Linked DNA regions of Ovis aries: region 2 is linked to region 1. A link is a contact called in public Hi-C data. All regions are on one chromosome and are shown on one strand. The core of a region is the stretch at or near the end of the contact, and the rest is flanking DNA. Distances in the headings are between cores, read along the strand shown.

Region 1 (5,760 bases), core at 2,924-5,423:
CCAAAGATTACAAAGTGAGCGCTTATCTCTTGATCAGCAGAGTTTGTCACTTTGGACCATGGGGGATACTCTGTCTGAAAAGCACCCTGCCCCAGGGGTCTGCCTGTTCTTCCCCAGAGGGCGGCGTTGGGGGCTTCCGGCCAGGGCCCTGGGCAAGGGGAGGGACGTCAGGCGGCCTCCCCCCCCAACCCCAGGGTAGAAGGGAAACGGCTGGGCGGAGCTTGGCACCCTGTGGTCGGTGCAGCTGGAACAGCTGTCACTCCGGCTGCTGCCCCTGGTTCCTGGGGGCCTCCAGGGTGTGGGGGGACGGGGTGTGCGCTGCAGGAAGGCACTTGGTGTGTAACAGCTGCTTTGTCATTCTGAGGCCCAGCTGAGGCCCTGTGTCGCTGAGAACTGAAGACAAAGTCTGGAAGGCTTGAGTCTGATCCTGACAGGCAGGTCCATGCCGGAGTATCTTGCATCCTGGAGCTGCAAGTCCCAGGCCCCGGGGGCGGGGGGCAGGGGGCCGGAGGGGGTCAGGCGGGCAGTGGGGAGCTGGCCTGGCCCAGGACCCCCTTACCCGCGCAGTCCCCCGCCCTCACATCACCGCAGGCGGGCGGCCCAGCTACTCGGCCTTGAGTGTCCGCGCCGCCGGGCTCAGGGTCCGCAGGATGGAGAAGGGGAGCAGGAAGAGCGCCGCGCACACGGTGTAGCAGACGCGGGCGCCGGCCAGCCAGTACGCTGTGGAGACAACGGGGGAGGTGACGGTGCCCCGGGCCCACCTGCCCCCTGCAGCTCGGCCAGCCACAACCCCAGCCCGGGGCTGGCCGGGCCTCCAGCATGCCCCGAGGGCCGTACCGCAGCCTCACCTGAGGCGGCCACCACGGGCCCCACGGCCCTGGCCAGGGCGCCCAGGCTCCGCAGCGTGCCCATGACCGTGCCCTTCTGCCGGGGCGAGCCTGTGGGCGAGAGGGGACAGCCGTCAGGGGCCCTCAGACCGCCTCCCAGGGGCTGGCCTCGGCCCAGGGCAGGGCCTCTCACCGTAGCCGGCGACCACGGAGGACAGGCAGGGGACCACGACGGCTGCGGCTGGGGAGACACCGGGGAAGACACCGGTCAGCCCGGAGGAGAGGCCGACGGAGATGGGAGGGGGGCCCGGCCCGGCCCGCCTCGCCCCGCCCCCGCAGGCCCCGCCCTCGCCACTCACAGGCCCCGCCCCCGCCCGGCCCTCACACCCGGAGGCCCCGCCCTCAGCCGCTGGCTCCGCTCCGGCCCGCAGGCCCACTCACCCCAGGAGTAGAGGAGCAGCCCCAGGCCCAGGATGGGCAGCGTGTGTCCCCAGCCGACGAAGAGGGAGGCGGGGATGAGCAGCAGGATGGCCTGTGGGCGGCACAGCCGGTCTGAGAGCCCCCACTGCCTCCGCAGAGCGCGGGCACCGCCTGCCCCCAGCCCCGGGGAACTCCATACCCGCTTCACAGCCGCGATCTCCCTGCCAGGGCGGATCCGCCGGGCATAGGCTCCCTGGATGGTGGCCATGGTGAGACCGATGAAGAAAAACATCTTCCCCTGTTCTACCCTGCGAGGGGCGAGCTGTCAGCACCCCTGCCCTGCCGGTGCTGCCCTCACATGGCCAGGCAGCCTGGGTGACCTCGGTCCCTGTCCTCGGGGCGCCGCGCAGTCCGCCCCAGGACCCTGGACTGGGCCCGGGGGACGCGTGTGCCGAGGTGGGGATCCGCCGGGGTTCGAGGCGTCCCACCTGCTGAACTGGAAGCGCTGGTGCACCAGGAAGCTGAGCGTGAACTCCAGGCCCGAGAACAGGAACAGGTAGAGGAAGTAGACCAGGCCCAGGCCGCGCAGGCTGCCAAGCCCTGGGGGGCAGCGAGGAGGGGCTGTGGCCCTGACCCGCATGCAGCCCCCAAGGTAGCCTGAGGGACCCCCAGCCCCACCCGCCAATGCCCGCTCCTTACTGACTCCAGTGGGCGGGTCTGGGCCCCGTGCCACAGCCGAGAAGCGGAGCAGGGCCAGAGGGCTGAGCAGGTCCACGGCCGCCCGGAACCCCAGGGAGACGGACGGCGCCTGCGGGGGTCAGCACTGAGGGTCCACTAGGGGGCCTGGGGGTGGGCTTGACGAACCCGCTCGGCCCCTGCATCTTGCAGAGCCCCAGCGAGGCCGGGGGGTCTGGGAACCATGGGGTCCCAGGAGGCGCTGCGCTCTCAAGAGCATCTGGACACCAGAAGGGGGTAGCCCGGCCTTCCCAGCACCTGGAGCTGGGACACTTGATGGGCGTCCCCACCTGCCCCAGCCTGGGCGCTGTCTGGCTCCCACCTTACCCGCTTCTGTGGGGGCAGCGTCTCTGGCAAGAAGCACCAGATGAACAGCAAGTCAGAGATGGCAAAGAGCAGGGCCAGGCAAGGCACCGTCTCCGAGGGCAGGAAGGCTCCCAGGGTGGGGCCCAGAGTGAAACCCAGAGAAAAGGCCACCCCGATGACTGCCTGGGGAAAAGAGGGTGCTTGAGCGAGCAGGGAGACCCAAGCCCCAGAGACCCCCACCCCAAAGCCCCAGGGCCACTCACCATGCCCTTGCTGCGGGCAGATGGTGAGCCCAGGTCGGCAACGATGGCGGTGCAGAGGCTAACGTTCCCCTTGCTGATGCCGCCTATCACCCTGGAGGCCAGGAAGGCCGCAAAGCTCTTCGAGGCGGCCCACGCGGCGTAGGAGGTGGCCACACCTGCCTGCCCCAGGGCAGGGGCCAAGGGCAGGGGCCGTCACTTGGGGCCAGGAGGGGCCCACAGTGGGGCTGGCAGGCTGGAGCAGTACTCCTGGGGCCCTGCCCTGTTCTGGAGCCGCCAAAGGCCACTTCTATGCCCAGTGACCCCTTGGCAGGAGCAGCTCTGCCACACCCTGGCTTAGCTCCAGAAGCCCTGCTCCCCCCAAACACCTCCCCCAGGGAGCACTGAGGGCCACTGAGGGGCCACGGAGAGCCCACAGCTGCCTCCCAGAGGGCTGCCAGGCGGACACCCGTACCAGGGACAGCAGCATCCCCGGGCGCCTCCCCAGGCAGTCAGACACGGCCCCTGTGAGTGGTGCTGAGAGGAACTGCAGGAGCGAGAAAACGGAGCCGATCAGACCTGGAAGAGACAGAGCTCACGGTCACCACTCGGCCCGGGGAGCCCCAAGAGAAGTGGACGCTCCACGGGGAGAGGGGGCGGACCATGCCCCAGAGCGAGAAGGTGAGAACCAAGGCGTGGGGAGGCCTCGGCCCAGCTCGGGACCGCACCTCCGAACAGGACGCTGTTGTATCTCTTCTCCGCTGGCATCCCTATGGCTGCTGCAAACCAGTCCACCCCGCGCTGCCAGGAGCCGTAGAGCGGGTCCTGGGGGACAAGAAGGCGTGGCAGACTGGGGCGCCTCTGAGGGGCTGGGAGCCAGGAGCAGCCACGGCGGGGCGCAGGGGCAGTGGGGCTGGAGGGGAGGGGCTCACGTGGGCACGGCCGTGGCTCTCCAGCAGCCCAGGCAGCAGGGGTAGCAGCAGGGTGAAGGCCAGGAGGTCCAGCAGGAGGCCAAGGAAGACCACAGCGACCACGCGGGTTTCTGGTGCCGGCTGCTGGCGGATGGGCGGGCGCGGCGTGCAGCTCCCGCCGGCTCCACAGCCCATGATGGGAGCGGCTCCGAGCAGGCCCGGCCGAGCGTGTGACGGGTCTGCACAAGAGCACGGTGCACGAAGGCACGTCCGGTTACCCGGCCCCGACGCCCACCCACCTTCGCCCGCGAAGTGTCCCCAACCCTCACTGCCAGAGCACCCCTGAAGGATCTGTCTGCCCCGTTACCGGCTGTCGCTCTGTGCGCCCTGCCCCCGACCCTGGGCAGCAGGAAACGCAAGCTGTGGGGGAGTTACGCAAAGAAACGGCCAGCCTGGGAGGCCGACCAGGCGGGGGCCGGGCGGGGCATCGTGGCCCCGGCACCTCCCGGCCCCCGCACCCACGGTCCCGGGCGGAGCGGTCGGGGAAACCCAGGCCCAGGCGGGAGCAAGGGGCAGCTTGGCGAGCCGGAGAACGACCCCCGCCCGCCCCGCCCGGCCCCGCCCCCGCCGCGCGCAGTACAGACCAGGGGATGGATGGACTGACGGATGGACGGACGGACGGACGGACAGACGCACGCGCAGAGGACCGCCGGCAGGGGCGGGTGCGCAGACCCCGCCCCGCCCACCCGGAAGCCAGCGTGGGTCCCCGCTCGGAAGTGGGCGTGGTTTCATAATCCGGAAGTGGGCGGGCCGCCGCGACCGCTCTTCCGGGCACTGTGCCGGGCCTCACCAGCTCGGTTCCGGGCCGGCTTCCTGGCAGGAACGGGTCCGATCGGGGGCGCCTGACAGGTGCAGCCCCATTTGCCCCCAGATTCTGCGCCCGAGGGACGACCCGCCCGCTGAGGACCCTAGGCTTTGGGTGCCCCGTCCGGAGGGCGGGGTCCATCCTGGCCGGACGCTCCTCGCGCCGTCCGCCCCGGCCAGAGGCCTGCGTCCGAAATACAGCCGCGGAGTCGGCGCGGGGACGCGGGCTCGCCCGCACTCGGGCCGCAGCGGGGACGGTGGGGCGTGGAGGCGGGACTGTCCGGCGTCCCGCCTGCCCGGGGTCGCCGGGGAGGGGCAGCTGCCCGCATGGCGCCTGGGGGCCTGGCTTGGGCTCCCCTAGCAGCCGGAGGGCCTGCCTGCACCTCCCGCTTCCCGTCCGACTCTTGAAATGCAGGCGTCTGTGGTCGAGCCGACCAGGACAGGCCACCCCCTCCTGACTGCTCGACACTAATGCACTCCTCTGTAGACGACACGAACTTCAAATAAGCTTCACGGCGGTCCCTTTTCCCGTCGTACAGCTGTTTCCCTTGAGTACCAGTCCGCTCTCCCCGAAGAGCAGGCACGGCTCAGGCGTGACGGCGGAGCTGAGATGGCTGGGGGCTCTCAGAGCAGCCCTGTCTGGCGCCTGGCCAGACGGTGACAGCTGCCATCACCACCACCTTCTTCCCAGACCCTCTATAGGCCCCCTTGTCCTGGAGGAGGCAGGGCTGAGACGGACATGCCGCCTAGTACTAACCTTTTCCAGGACAAGGCCTGCAACGGGGTGCAGAAGCCTGGGCCGGGCCGAGGTGGCGATGCAGGGTGACACGGGGCCCGGAGCTGGGGCCGATTCCCCTCCCAACAGAACTCGGCAGCAATACCTCGGCGCCCAGCGCCGGGTGAAATAGCAGCGGCTGCCCTACAAGTTTACATGAGGTGGAACCTTGAGGCTGCACAGCAGGCCGGGCTACCCAGCAAGGAGAAGCCCACCCCATTTGTGGCTCGGACACCCACCAGGGCCTGAGATCTGTGGAGCCACCCACCTGGCGGACACCTACGGGAACAGTCCTAGGGGGACAGCGGAGAGGACGAACGCTTATCCGCGGAGGCCATCCCCACTCCCCTCCGCCTGCTCTCAGGGGGTGCTCTGGCCCCAACACTGCCTACTAATGCCCAAATCACTCTTGACTCCCACCAGCCTCCGCTCCGCTGGGGAGGTCTGAATTGGTCACCCTCTTTCTCATCTTGCATGTGCCCAGTCTGGCTGATCGATCCTCAGACCTCCCCTGGTCACTTCTGTGGCTCGCGACCCCAGGGACGGGCTCCCTGATGTGAATTCTAGGGCCATCTATAGCTCCAAGGCCTCCACCACATGCCCTGGGGCCACATGGGGAGCCAGTGTTCTGTGCAAGGCTGCAGCCCCAGGGCCACAAGTGTGGGCAGGCAGCTCCTGTGTCC
Region 2 (6,046 bases), core at 729-3,228, 140 kb before region 1:
GACGGACAGGCAAGCAGGGTCTTTGGGGCCCGAGTCCAGCCCTGAGGGTGGGCCAGGCTGAGCGAGTGTCTGTCAACCCTGGGGCCTGAAGGGCTAGGGTGTGGGAAGCTCTGCTTGCTCCCATCTTCCACCAGAACTCCCTGGCCACCTCTCCAGCAGACGGGCCCCTCCTCGTCTCACAGAAGAAACTGAGGCCCTGCTGACTGGACACTCCCCCTGCCTCCAGCTGCTCCTCTTGGGGGTATGTCCTTCTCCAGTGCCCCCCTCGGTCCTGGTCTTTCCCCAGTGGGCACAGCCCCTTGGTTCCGGCCTTTCCCACTTCCCTCCACTCAGTTATCTCCTCTGACTCTGAGCGTGCTCTGCAGCCAAGGTCGGTCTTCCTGGGGCCCGGGACCCGTTTGCTGCTCCGGAACAAGTGGACACTGACAGGGCCCACGTTCTGTCCAGCTGCCAGCTCTGCGCACCCCCACAGCCTGGGTATGCCTCCTCCAGGCTCCTAGGGACCTCAGCCTCAGCATGACCACATCCAGTGCCTGGCTGTCCCCCGCCCTGCCTGGTTCGGAGTATCTGGCCCAGCCCCTGCCATGGCTGCCTTGCTGGACACTGGCCCTTGGTGCCCAGCGCAGCACAGAGGGGCAGGCCCGGGCCTCCCCTGTGGACAGGGTTCAGCCTCTGCAGGCTGGCCTTCTGTTCTCCGCTCCAGTCCCTTTAGCCCCTAGCCAGGCCCTGTCCTTCCCCTGCCCACAATTTCCTAAGCTCTGGGACCAGGGACCCCACCCACTCCACCTCATTGTGTCTGAGCCATGAACCCCTGCCCTGCCTGGGAAGGCTCTAGCCCCCCTAAGCCTGCTGGCCTTGCTCCTTCTCCTAAGAACACATTCACTCTCTCTCTACACCCTATACTGCCCCTTGGGGCTCCTCTCAGGAAGTCATCTCCTCCCAGAAAACCCCTTTCCCTACAAGATCTGACAAGCCCCCTTTCGCCTAGGCCCTCTCCCCTTAAACAGGGTAAACTTAGTCTGAAACTGGGTTTGTGTCTCCTGTACCCTGGTGGTTGTGGGGAAGGGCCTTGCTTGGGAGCCCCCCAGGAGGTAAAACATGAAGTACATTTACTGTTTTCTGGGCCTCCCAATCCTGGAACAAGACCCCTGGATCCTGGGAGTCCAGACCCGCTACAAGATCTGTGTCCCGGCTTGGAAGTGGCTAAAAAGTGCCCTTCGAGACTCTTCTGGAACAAGGGCAAGATTCCAGAGGTTCGGTTCCCAGCAAGCCCTTTTCTGCCTGGTGGGTGAGGGGGATGGGGGGTAGGGGATCATGACAGGGCCCTGCCCCTCCTCCTGCAGGATCAGGATCAGTGGGTTCGGGGGAGGGGGCAGCGCCGTCCCCAGTGGAGCCATGAGGGGCCCCTGGGCAGGACACACACGTGCATTTACTGCGCATCTGTTGTGTGAGGTGTGGGGATGGCGTCCACACCCGCAGCCAACCCCACAGCCTTCTCGCCTCGGGACCAGAAGTGGGGAAAGATGGGGGTTTCCCGGGCTCTGAGGTCCTGACCCAAACCCTGCACCCAACCTTGAACCCCGAGACCCGCGCTAGCTGCGCGCGGAGACCTCCAGACGGCAAAAGGAGTCGGTGGGGTGGGCCCGGAGAGCCAGCGGAGGCGGGGCCGAGATCGCGGGGAGGGGAGTGAAGGCGGGCCGTAGACCTGCCCGGAGTCTGGGGAGGTGGCGCTGGGTGAGGGTAGGACCAGGTAGAGGGGCGGGGCCTGGAGGACAGGGACGGGGCGGGGCCAGACCAAAGGGGCACGAGTCATGGGCGGGGCCATGTCGAAGGGGCGGGCACGCGCCGGGGCGGGGCCAGACAGAAGGGGCGGGGCCGAGAGGACAGGGACGGGGCGGGGAGCCTGAGGGGGCGGGGCGGGGCCCGGGGCGGGGCCAGACAGAAGGGGCGGGCAGAGTTCCTGGCCGGACCCGGCTCGTGGCTGCCTGCCCGGCGGGCGGGAGCTCCTGGCGGCCGAGCCGGGAGCCGCCGCAGGCACGCAGGGCCCGCGGGCTGGGAGCAGAGCCTCGGCAGGTAAGGCACGGCGGCGGGGCGCAGGCGGGCGGGGCGCGATCGCGTCTCCCGGGCTGGCTGGAGACTCCGGGACCGGGGTTCTCGCCAGAGAGCGGGCGGGGGCCGGTCAGTTCCAGCGCGCGCCAGGCCCGGCGGCCGGCGCCACGCTCCCCGAGGAAGCGCGCGAGTTCGGGGTGCGCAGGGTGCACTCTGGAGGCCTAGGAGCGGGGGCCGGGGCGTCGCGTCTGCTCCGCGTCACCCTCGTTCCTCTGGGCCCCCGCTTCCTCAGACCCCAGGGGTTCGCGGACGGCCGCAGGTCCCTATTACAGGAGCCACGGGCGGCGAGTTTACGAACTTTTCGTTCCCTTGGCCCGCGCAGCGCAGAGTGGAGAAAAGCTGCCCGCTGGAGCTGACTCACACTGAAGTGTGAGTGACTGATAGCCCCGTGGCTCTGGGGGTGTCTGCGAGTTGTATTCTGGGGAACGGCGAGTGTCAGAGAGCGGGGGGTTGAGGACAGCCTTCCTTCCACATGTGGGCCAGGCCCCTCCCAGCAGCCCGGCTCTCTCCTGCTGCTCTGGGCCTCGCCTGCCCCTGGTGAAGTGTTGGCAGTGGCTCCCACCGGAGGTGTTGCTCGGCCTGGGCCCTGCAGCAGCGTGCAGGCCCGGAGCCCACTCCTTCCATCCTGTTGGAGCCCCAGTGCCTCACATCCTCTCTCTCTGCCTCAGTTTGCCCATCTGTCAACACCCGTGACGTCTGTGCCAGCTGGCCAGGTGGCCATGCTGAGTAAAGAGACACTCCTAAAGGGCCCTGGCCTCAGACAAGAGCTCTGTATGGACAAGGGGCATGTGATCTTGCTAATGAGGCTGGAACCAGGCCCCAGCAAAAAGGGGGCTCAGGAAATGTTATCTGCTGTGATGAAGATGATAAAATGTGTAGAAGTTTTTCAGGACAGTCTGACAGCCAAGGGGGCAGGGCAAGTCCTGGAGACAGGGTAGGTTTCTAGAATTATGTTTAGCCCTGCAGTGAATGAGTGGCCCAGGCTCCTGAGACTCGAGGAGGGGGCTGGGATCCGTTACCTCCTGGCTCTCATCCCACCGTGTCCAGCACTGCAGGCGGGCCGGGGGCCAGCATGGGGGCTCCAGGATGAGAGCTCTGTCAAATTCCCCTCCGTTCCACTCTATTAGTTGGCTCTGTGCCCTGTGTTGGGGCGCACCCTGGCCAGAGGAGTAGATGGCCCGTACTGACCCCTGTTAGCCATCTGGAAAAAGGGGCACTGACAGAGGGTCTGCCCTTTTTGGGGAGCCCCTCAGGCCTGCAGAGTCAGGGAGGAGCCCACCAAGGAGGCCAGCTTGGGAGAGGTAGGCGGGTAGGCGACTCCAAACCTCCCTTGGCCCTTTCTGTTCACGTGGACAGAAGAAAGTGAGGTGCTGAGTCAGCCCCCAATGTCCGTCCCCCAACATGGAACCCCGCAAGCTTGCAGGCCTGCATGTGGGAGGCCTGGGGGGCACAGAGAGACACACAGAGGGGCTGGGTCCTTTCTGGCAATCCGGCTGCCACTCTTTACCAGCTGTGTGGTCTTGGCCAGGAGGCTTCAACCTGCTGAGCCTCGGTTTCCTCGTCTGCAAAAGGCAGGTAGTGAACCGCTTTCTACTGCACAGGTGGCTGTGAAGGTCCAGGGGCTGGTGGTGGCACATGGTTGGTGTCCAGCAACTGTGGGCCAGTGAGGGTGCTGTCCGCAGCCCTCGGGGCTAGAGGGCAGGGATAGCCGGGCAGTGGCTGCTTGGGAGGGGCGGGGCCTGGAGAGGCGGAGGGCAAAGGGCAGGCTCCAGGTCCCTGCTGCTTGGGTCTAGTGGCAAAGGCCCAAGTCTCTTAGGAGTGGCCAGGATCAGGGAGCCATGTGGGTCCTCCTGGTTCCCGTCCTTGATGCTCTACTGGAGACTGCGAGGGTCAATGACTGGCAGGCCCTGCTCTCCCCTTATTGGCTGGCTCGTTAGGTGGCCTCAGTAAGGCCTGGGCACGCACATACGTGATTCTCTAGGCAGCGCCAGGCAGCCTGGCCAAGGGAGGTGAGTGGCAGGTGGCCGGTGAAGGAAGTATTTGCCGTCAGAAGGATGACTGTCTGAGCCACGAGGGCAGCCGTGAAGGTAGGAACAGACCGAGCCAGAGGCTGGTAGTGCTGGGGGTGGCAGACCAGTTTGACCGGAGCGGCTGGTGTGTGTCGGATGTGGTGAGAGTATGGATGAGGGGGTGGATGACCGTGCAGAGGGGCCCAGGGGGCAGGTAGAGGGGTGGTCAACACTCTGAAATCCTACCCACAGGCAGGTGGCCTGTTGTCAGAAGGCCTCTGACTCTCCAGTGGCCCTGACCAGTCGTCCAAGGGTGGTGACAGTCTCACACGTGGGCCGCCTAAGCCACAGAGGCGGGGGCTGAGGGGTGGGGAGTGTTCTGGACTCTAGCTTCAGACAGGCAGGCCCAGCAGTGCCGCTCTGCCTGGCCACCCTGCTCCCCACGCTGGGCCTGCCTCAGAGGGCAGGCAGGACGATGCCAGGGGAAATGGGGCTGCCTCCTGGCGCGGCCAGGAGACCTGCGCCTCCTTTGTGAATGACACTTCCTGACTTGGGTGCTAGAAGGCCCCAGCTCTGGGCCACACGGATGGACTAGGGCTCGGGGGCCGGGCTCCTGAGCTGCCTGCCAACTCCAGGCGCCATGGGAGTGAAGTGCTCAGATGTGGGGAGGGGGCCCCACGGGACTTGAGTCTCCCCACCGTCCCCCTTCTCCCTGGACAGCAGAGATTCTGAGCTTCTGGCTCTGGGGCCACCTATAGGTTGACCCCTGCCCATCCCCCCACGTCAGGAACCACGCTGAGACCTGGCGCTTCTCTCACCCCTGGCCCCAGGCCTCACTGATCCTCGGCCCCTGTGGGCTAGCCACAGTGGGACCCAGCGCTCCTTGCCCTAGAAAGGTGTGGGCCCCGTCACCAAGGTGATGGCCTGAGGGGTTGGCAGGGCACCCTCGTGGTGTCCATACCTCTTCCGCTGAGGCCACGTTCCGATTCCGAGAAGTGCCCTTTGCTTCCTTGTGAATCAGATGTTTATTGTGTTCTGGCTGAGCCCAGGGTTGGGGCGGCGCACTGCTAAGCACGCCCATCCCAGGCCGCCGGGTGGGGTGTGGGTGTGGGTGTCTTGCCTGCTGGAGCCTGCAGAGGGAGGGCGGGTCTCCAGGCTGACGGGTAACCACCCTGAGTGCTGGGACCAGGGTGGGCTCCCCCCGCAGCCAGGGGCTGAGCCAGCCCTGGGGAAGACCTCCCTGAGGCGGCTTCTCCAAGCCAGCATGGCTCCTCCCAGGAGGCAGAGGAGGAGGGCGTGGAGCAGCAGCGTGTGCTTGTCCTGTCTGAGTGCCTCTCTGGACTTGAGCTACTTCCTGGGGGAAGGGAGGGAAAGCAGTTCCAACTCCGGGAGTCCTGGGGAACTCAAGTGAGACGCTGCAGAGGAGCCTGCCCTGGGAGATGTGGCCCAGACCCAGGCTGGGGCCTCCCCCGCCCCCTGGCCCTGGGCAGACGCTGCAGCTCCATGGGGGGGGGGGGGCGCCCATCCACCGCCTCCCAGTCTCCCCCACTCCGTGTCGTAATCCAGCCTCGCTCCTCTTCGGCATTAGAGACCTCCGCGGTGGCCCCTGCCCACTGCCCCCAGCCGGGGAGGAGCCAGCCTAACCCCTGCCCCTCACTGCTGGCTGCCCGCCCCCCAGCAAGGTGACGGGAGGTCAGGGGCTGACCTCAGGGTCTGGGATGCCAGGGTAGACCCTGGTTTGACCCCGAAGCCTGAGGAGCCAGGGCGGCAACCACAGTCCCCCGAGGGCCCTGGCTGGGATGCTATGCCACCCCACTCCGAGTCCTAACCCTGGGGCAGGAGGGCAGGGGCGGGGTGGGCCCCCCTCGGAAAGCCGCTGTCCCCCGGGCTTCCCATTCATGCTGGGCGCCCTGTGTACCCAGCCCGGC

What was found. A called contact is a pair of places that touch in the nucleus more often than the background predicts.
Region 2: a Hi-C map of tail adipose tissue shows a contact between it and region 1, with 2.4 times the contacts expected there. The contact joins the promoter of SH3BP2 here to the promoter of MFSD10 in region 1. A contact is called at or near these places in 4 of 16 Hi-C or Micro-C datasets (hypothalamus, muscle and tail adipose tissue).

Annotation. Positions count from the first base shown.
Region 1 is chr6:116,528,228-116,533,987 of ARS-UI_Ramb_v3.0, reverse strand. MFSD10 (major facilitator superfamily domain containing 10) reads right to left here and starts at 4,173. Exons shown (of 13, transcript XM_027971295.2): 1 at 3,806-4,173; 2 at 3,460-3,677; 3 at 3,256-3,352; 4 at 3,003-3,106; 5 at 2,552-2,710; 6 at 2,310-2,471; 7 at 1,947-2,055; 8 at 1,736-1,847; 9 at 1,447-1,555; 10 at 1,269-1,359; 11 at 1,021-1,068; 12 at 849-938; 13 at 1-720. The coding sequence starts at 3,633. The coding sequence ends at 605.
Region 2 is chr6:116,664,108-116,670,153 of ARS-UI_Ramb_v3.0, reverse strand. It overlaps SH3BP2 (SH3 domain binding protein 2), which reads left to right and starts at 1,978. Exons shown (of 13, transcript XM_042251713.1): 1 at 1,978-2,073.